2 separate regions of the Danio rerio genome follow, and region 2 is linked to region 1. The links are chromatin contacts, called in public HiCAR-type maps. All regions are on one chromosome and are shown on one strand. The core of a region is the stretch at or near the end of the contact, and the rest is flanking DNA. Distances in the headings are between cores, read along the strand shown.

Region 1 (3,531 bases), core at 523-3,022:
AAAACACATTTTTTTAGACTGAAGTTTTTTTAAATGGCATGCAATAGTCTATATTGTAAATCCTAATGTTCTTATCATCTCTTGTTAAAATAGAACTTATTAATGAGACAGATACAACTGAAAGTACCTTAAAAGTAATAAGATGTGAACAACAGAAAGGTGTATGATAAGGTAAATGATGCCTGCCTTTCAATTGTGACATTTCATGGGAGAGTTTCTTCTGCTGGAACTCCTGCAGCTTCACCACATCTTCAGATAAGAGAAAGCGCTTGGCTGAAAGAATGTTAAACAATTCAGTTCCTCTGACCAACTTTCTGTAAACCAAATTCATAATTTGTCTAATCACCAGATTGTTTTTGGAAATATTTAGACGCCAGATCAAACAAGGTACATATTAAAAAGAGAAAATGGGTAACCAGTTTTTCAATCCACAATTAGACCTGTGAGGACAACAGTGTTGTTTTATTAACACAGTGCTATACATGGGTTAGACAAAATATTAAAACACACAAAAGATTTTAGAGTTTGTTACCACTTGTGAAAGCCACAGAGAAAAACTAAATGTTGTGATTGTTATGTTTAATTTATTTAATTCATCACTTATAGTAAAAATAAGTAAGTTATCGATTTTTTTCTATTTTATTAGCTTCCTTTTTTATTATAGTTAAAATGTTATGAATTTACTAAAATAAATAAAAGCTGCCTGTTTCCTAATGACTGAATAGTGAAATAACTTTTATACTTTCTGGTCACAATAAAGTGAATATCTTTATTAGCATTTTTGGTTTGTCTTTCGCATTTGAAGATTTATAAATCTTGAATTGAGGTAAGTTGGTTTTACACACAAACATTCTGAAATTCTCCTTAATAACATTAAAAATTTTATTTTCAGAAAAGATTTCTTTGCAAATTTCATATTAACAGCCAGTGATTATTAAAGTAAAGCATTGCTCATTTTGCGTTGAAGTCCTGCTTACGTGATTTAAGGACGAATAATGTACCAGAGTAAACAATATAAGGAGCGTCGTCAGATAGAGGTAAAGTTGGTTTTATATTCGCACATTCGGTATTTCCCCTTAATAATATAATTTCAGAAAAGTATTATTTGCAAATTTAAAATAGCGAAATCATATTAGCAGCCAATGACTATCAAAGTACAACATGTCCACGGTCAAATAAACAGTCTATAATGTTGTTTTCAAGTCACACTTGCATGCCAATTCGAACATTATTGAATATTCAAAGTAATATGGTAAACAATATAGAGACTTCTAAATTTCTAAATGAACAAATGTGCGTATATAAAACCGACTTTAACGTTACCTCTATCGTCGTCAGTTGTCACTGATTGAATGTGCAAATATAAAAGCATTGTTACTTTAATGACATTTGGGGGGGGGGTGCTAGGAAGGTTAAGCTATATTACAGAAATATCATCTGTTTCCTAAGTGTTTTTATTATTTTGTCAAACCCGTCACGTTAGATTCTATATATAAAACAACAGCTCGTTAGTTTAAGGGAAAACGGGAGCGTTGGTAGGTAACTTGTGCTTAGCACCTCTTTCAATTGTGTCAGTTCATTGACTTTAGCCAACTAAATATTCACATTTATTCCCAATTATGTACCTCCATGTCGACACTTGAAACAGTGTGACTGCAGGGATCCCCGAAACACCGCTGCTCTGGACGCGTCGGTCAGAATAACACGAGTCCAAATGTTTAGTGCCTGCAGCGCCATGTCTGAACTGAACTCACTTCTTCTTCTTCAAATAATTTTACGGCGGTTGGCATCCAGCGTTTTGGTGCTTTACTGCCACCTTCAGCTCCGGAGTGTGGACCAGAGGTTGGGTTTATAGATTAATACACCCCCCCCCCCCCCCCCACAGCCCCCCACTTCCTTCTTTTCCACCCATTCTCTCTCACACACACACACAAACACACACACACACACACACACACACACACACACACACACACACACACACACACACACACACACACACACACACACACACACACACACACACACACACAAACACCTCAACCCTATGTTATAATAATAACCATAATACTCTAATACTACAATGTACTCTAATACTATAATAATAATAATAATACTAATAATAATAATAATAATAACCACCACAGTACTCTTATACTCCTACTTTTACTTCTACTACTTGGTTATATTTAACTCTATTCCCTTTAAATCAAATCAAATCACTTTTATTGTCACATCATCAGCAGCACTTTACCTTCTATTATAATTTAAATTATTTATTCATTTATTTTATATGCTATCATTAAAACACCTGTTTCTCTCAGATACTTTATAAGTATTCTGGTCTGAATCCTGTCCTTTGTACTTAGTAAACCTTTTAATGCTATTTCCTGAATCCCATCTCCCTTAGATTATTTCTCATTTCCTCCCTCTTTGTTTCATACCTTTTGCATTTTAGTATCACAGGTTCTACTGACTCCACTTCACTACAGCCCTCACATAATCCAGTTTCATGCTTTCCTATCAATTTAAGTGTTTTATTTAATAAACAATGATCTTGTTATCACTATTTCTTCTCGCCTGTTACCACTACTGACTGTTTTGTGTTTAACAACCTGATGAATTTCATACAAATGCCTTCCTTTCTTTTCTCTGTCCCACTTCTCTTGCCATTTTAAATAAAATTACCCATATTAGACTTTTTCACTTCTGCTTTACTAACCGTTATTGGCATTTCTACATTTTCTTTTGTTAACACACTTTTTGCTAATTTGTCAGCCATTTCCCTTGATCCCATCATGACCTGGAACCCATATAAACTTCACCTCCTTTCTCTGACATGTTATTTTTGTTATACACTGGAGTACTCCATACAAAATTTCTTGTCTACTTGAAGAAAATGACCTTAGACTTGCAAGAGCAGATGCGGAGTCTGAACATAGCAAGATTTTGTCCTGCCCTGTCAATTCTACCCATCTTAATGCTATAACATAGCTAGCACCTCCACTGTGAGCACTCCCACATAATCAGATGTCCTATTTATTTCAATATTTTTTCCCTGGTATAACTACCCCAATCCAAACACTCCAGTTTCTGGGTTTGCTCCATCAGTAATGATCTGTGTGTACTCTTTGTATTTTTCTTCGACCCTTTGGTTAAATATTCTTTCCAGATTTATGCTATCCAGCCTCATTCTTTTCCTATAGCACAAACCAGTCAACCCCAGGCCACACTATCCATGGAGCAATTTCTGGATAGATGACAGTAGAACTTATTCTCAAATTAAACACTCCTAATTATTTTGCCACCATCTTTCCACACCGACCCAAATTCTCCTTTTGACTTTGTCCATTTTTCTAACTCACCTGTAATACTGCCTTAGTAATATGTGAATTTGTATGCCCTTGAAAACCTACCCAATAATAAGCCATCAACTGCTTCCTTCTTAATTCCAGTATCAATTCTCCCATTTCCACTTGAATAGCTGACACGGGTGTTGTCTTCAAAGCTCCACTACATATTCTCAGTGCC
Region 2 (3,531 bases), core at 339-2,838, 200 kb after region 1:
TAATAAACACTATTTAAAGCTACAAATGTTACAATTTTGGCAGTCAAATACCCATTTCCAGAAGAAAAGGAAGTGGCTTTTGGTGACGTATGCTTTTTTTGGTTCAGTTGTTTTTTAATAATATAATAATATTTTTTATTGATAACAATATATAAACATTTTGTTTTGTGATGTCCTCTGGGTGCTTCAGTTTCCCCCACAGTCCAAAGACACGTGATACAGATGATACAGAAGTACAAATAAACAGCCAATAATAAACTGGCAATAAGCCACTGATTAATAGTGAGAACGGGTGCTTAAACTAAAGTTTTTAAGTGTATAAACCATTTAATTTGCTTATTCATATTGTTTTTCATGTAAAGGCGAGACTTCAAGTTAATGAATGGTTATCACATCACCAATGTGTTGACAACATTCAAAAATGCTAACTTTTTATAATACAAGTTTTCTAAAATGCTCAAATATTCAATTAAGGCATTATTTATTTAAATATGTGCTAATGTACATTTCTAGCTCTGAAACTATAAACACTGGATGAAGACAGTTTACGTATTAAAGCCATGTTTTTACAAAAGGGAATTTTTTGAGAATCTCTTTTTATCAGTACATTGTTCATACTGTGAACAGCAAAAAAAAAAAAAGTTTAATTTTTGGCACGTTTTACATACGCCTCGGTAAAAACCTTCGGAGTAAAGCACACAGAAATAAATAAAACTGTAAGTCAAAAATACTATTATGAAAGCATTAAAATACTTTAGCATTATAAAATTACTACAAAAAATAAAGATTATTTTAAACTGAAAAAGAACAAACCAAAAGACCAACATCTCAAAATGAACATGCATAAAAACAGTTTTTGCCTTTGTATAATACTTTGTATAATATTTAAAACCTCGAGTTAATAATGTTTTATTTACATTAGGCTATAAGCTATATTTAGTGTTTGCATGATCTTACATTATTTGTATTGCTTTAATCATTTTCAACTGTATTTCACTTTTGTTCATTAAATTAAAATTTCGTAGAGCATCTTCTTAAGGTGTCTAAGGTGCTTAAAATGTTAAATTTTTAAAATGTAAATATAACATTTAATTTATATGGACGTTGTTACATTTTAATAAAAAAGGATTCTGTCTAGATTAGTCTAGATTTGTGAGTTCATTAGCTGTTTATTTGATGACTCTTCTATTCGAGGCTATATAGTTAGATGTCTAATCAGTTTTGACAGCACGTATTCAGCCTAGTTTTTAGCCTATAGTAGACCATTGACATTTAGGTATCGTTCAATAAATCCTTGGTTTAGTCCAAACTCTGCCTTGTTAGTCTGAGCTGTTTAGATGGCTACTAGACTTCTTTTTAATGCAAGGTTGCTTGCTAAGAAAAAGCCTTTGCAAAGTGTTAAAATGTTGCAGAAATTAAATCAGATTTATAAATGGTTTAGTTGTATTTTTTTACGTTTTATATTTAGTTAACCAATGATAAAAATGAAAACAAATCCATCTTCGCCACTTCAATCTTCTATACGTAACTATTTGTCTCCATCTAGCGGTGTGGTACTCGAACATCAGCGGAAAAGTGACTTAAACTACAATGACGTCAGACGCAAAATAGCGTCTCTGTTTTTTTTTTCTCCTCATTGATCGCAGGTGTTTCTACCGGCCATCGGAAAGGAGTTACAGTACATACTTAGGTAACATCTCTTTTAGTTCGCTTTCATCTATAAAGTCCTTTCTCCGGTTTGTAATCTTGCATTGACAGAGTGTCTCACGTATTGTGTTTGTGTACACATTATTTAAAGCTAGCTAGTCATGTTTTCTGTGGGTTTAGAATTCAGCGCGTTGGACAGGAGGTTTGTCAGTTTCTTATTAATGCTAACAAAAGGATACAGAACTGTATGGATTAGTTTGTGTTACACTAATATAAACCCCACCGCCAGCAGGAACTTCCGGACACTCAAGTCATTAACAAACAACACAGGACGTTAACGTTAGCTTAATTCAAAGTTCATCGATGCTATTTCGCTCTCTAAAACCATATAAATCAAGCTTTGCACCCTCTAGTGCTGGCTAACTAAACTGATTGTGATATATTTTCAAATAATTTACAGTCGGTAAAGCAAACAGTATCCTGCAGGTATTTGTGCTTGGTCTTCTCAATCCTCTTAACAACATCAAAGTCACTGCAATGTCAGCTCCACATGCTCCTTAAATCTGCCATGAACTCAGACAACTGCGCTTTTCACTGTTTTTTTACACCGTGCTGTTTAGCAGTATGACACTGCTGAAGAATTATATTTCGTTTATGCACAATTGAGGTTGAAAAGGCTTGAAAACGTGCTAAGACCAGCACACTTTGCTACTTTAATCAGTGTGCAATAGACATTTTCCTCTTCTTTTTTTGCAATTAGATTTTTTTATATAAATTCTAACTAACTCCTACGATTTAAAAAAAAACTTCACCCTTGAAGATGTAATGGGTAAAATATGCTAGTTGTTGTTTACTGTTGAACATAAAGATGTAGACTCATTATTTGGTTACACTGCAATGCACATGCAAATATCTTAACATCAGTCACATTGCCATTAATACAGTTACGTGACAAAAGAAGGTCACAGTTCAAAACTGTCAAAGTTCAACTGCTTGCTAATGCAAATGCACATGCAAATATCTTAAGATCATGTTAAGCTTTATTGTCATCATTCCACTACATGTGTGGACATACAGAGGAACCAAATGTCAGGTCTCGCAGGACAACGGCGTTACGTTAAGCATAATACAAACACAACACTGGACATTAGAGCTATTTAAAAAAAAAAACTCTGCATAACTAACATATACTGTACTATACCTAACTATGCACACAGGCTATACAAGTACTTTTACATGAGACTAAACAATGTTGTGCAGGATATTGTGCGAGAGAGGTATTTAAGGTGAATATTGTGCAAGATTTAGTTAGGTTGAAGCAAGCAGTGCAACATGATTGGTACATTTATAGTAAACATGGTTTTCCTTGTTGAGTTCTTGAAAGGAGTTTTGATAAAGTGTGAGGTGCATAAGAGAGAAGAGTGTTTCAAGAGTGTGTCAAGCCCACTCACCTGAATTAAGCACAATTTGAAATGCACAATGTTTACAAGAGACATGGAGTGATTAAGAAAGTGTCTATAGTGCAAATGTGCGACTTTTCAGCCGACTGAGAAGGCATTGTTGTGCCTTATTGGAAAGGGAAGTGGTGTTGGTTGCACAGGTGAGATCCTCTGTCACATTCAGTCACATTACTATCAAAACCAGCAGCTGACAAAAGAAATGTCAAAGTTAGACCAAAAATACCAGGATGTCGGCATAAGGACTATACATCTGGATTACGTTCACAGTTCACACATTTGTAGTATGTGTGTGTACTTTTTTTTAGTACATTCTTGAGAGTATTAGATTTTTGAATGTGATGTTAGGTCCAGAAAGGCTGGTCTCACTATTTCAAAAACCTCTGATATACAGGGATTTTCACTTAAGCCACAAACTAATGGATTT

What was found. HiCAR-type assays count read pairs that join an accessible place to other places.
Region 2: a contact with region 1 is called in a HiCAR-type map of caudal fin, with 6 times the contacts expected there. The contact joins the promoter of erlin2 here to the promoter of ptcd2 in region 1. A contact is called at or near these places in 4 of 18 Hi-C or Micro-C datasets (caudal fin, embryo, hematopoietic stem cells and 1 more) and 1 of 4 datasets of contacts at active chromatin or transcription factors (caudal fin).

Annotation. Positions count from the first base shown.
Region 1 is chr5:35,887,756-35,891,286 of GRCz12tu, forward strand. ptcd2 (pentatricopeptide repeat domain 2) reads right to left here and starts at 1,773. Exons shown (of 10, transcript NM_001017612.1): 1 at 1,626-1,773; 2 at 187-273. The coding sequence starts at 1,737.
Region 2 is chr5:36,087,517-36,091,047 of GRCz12tu, forward strand. It overlaps erlin2 (ER lipid raft associated 2), which reads left to right and starts at 1,589. Exons shown (of 12, transcript NM_001128415.1): 1 at 1,589-1,690.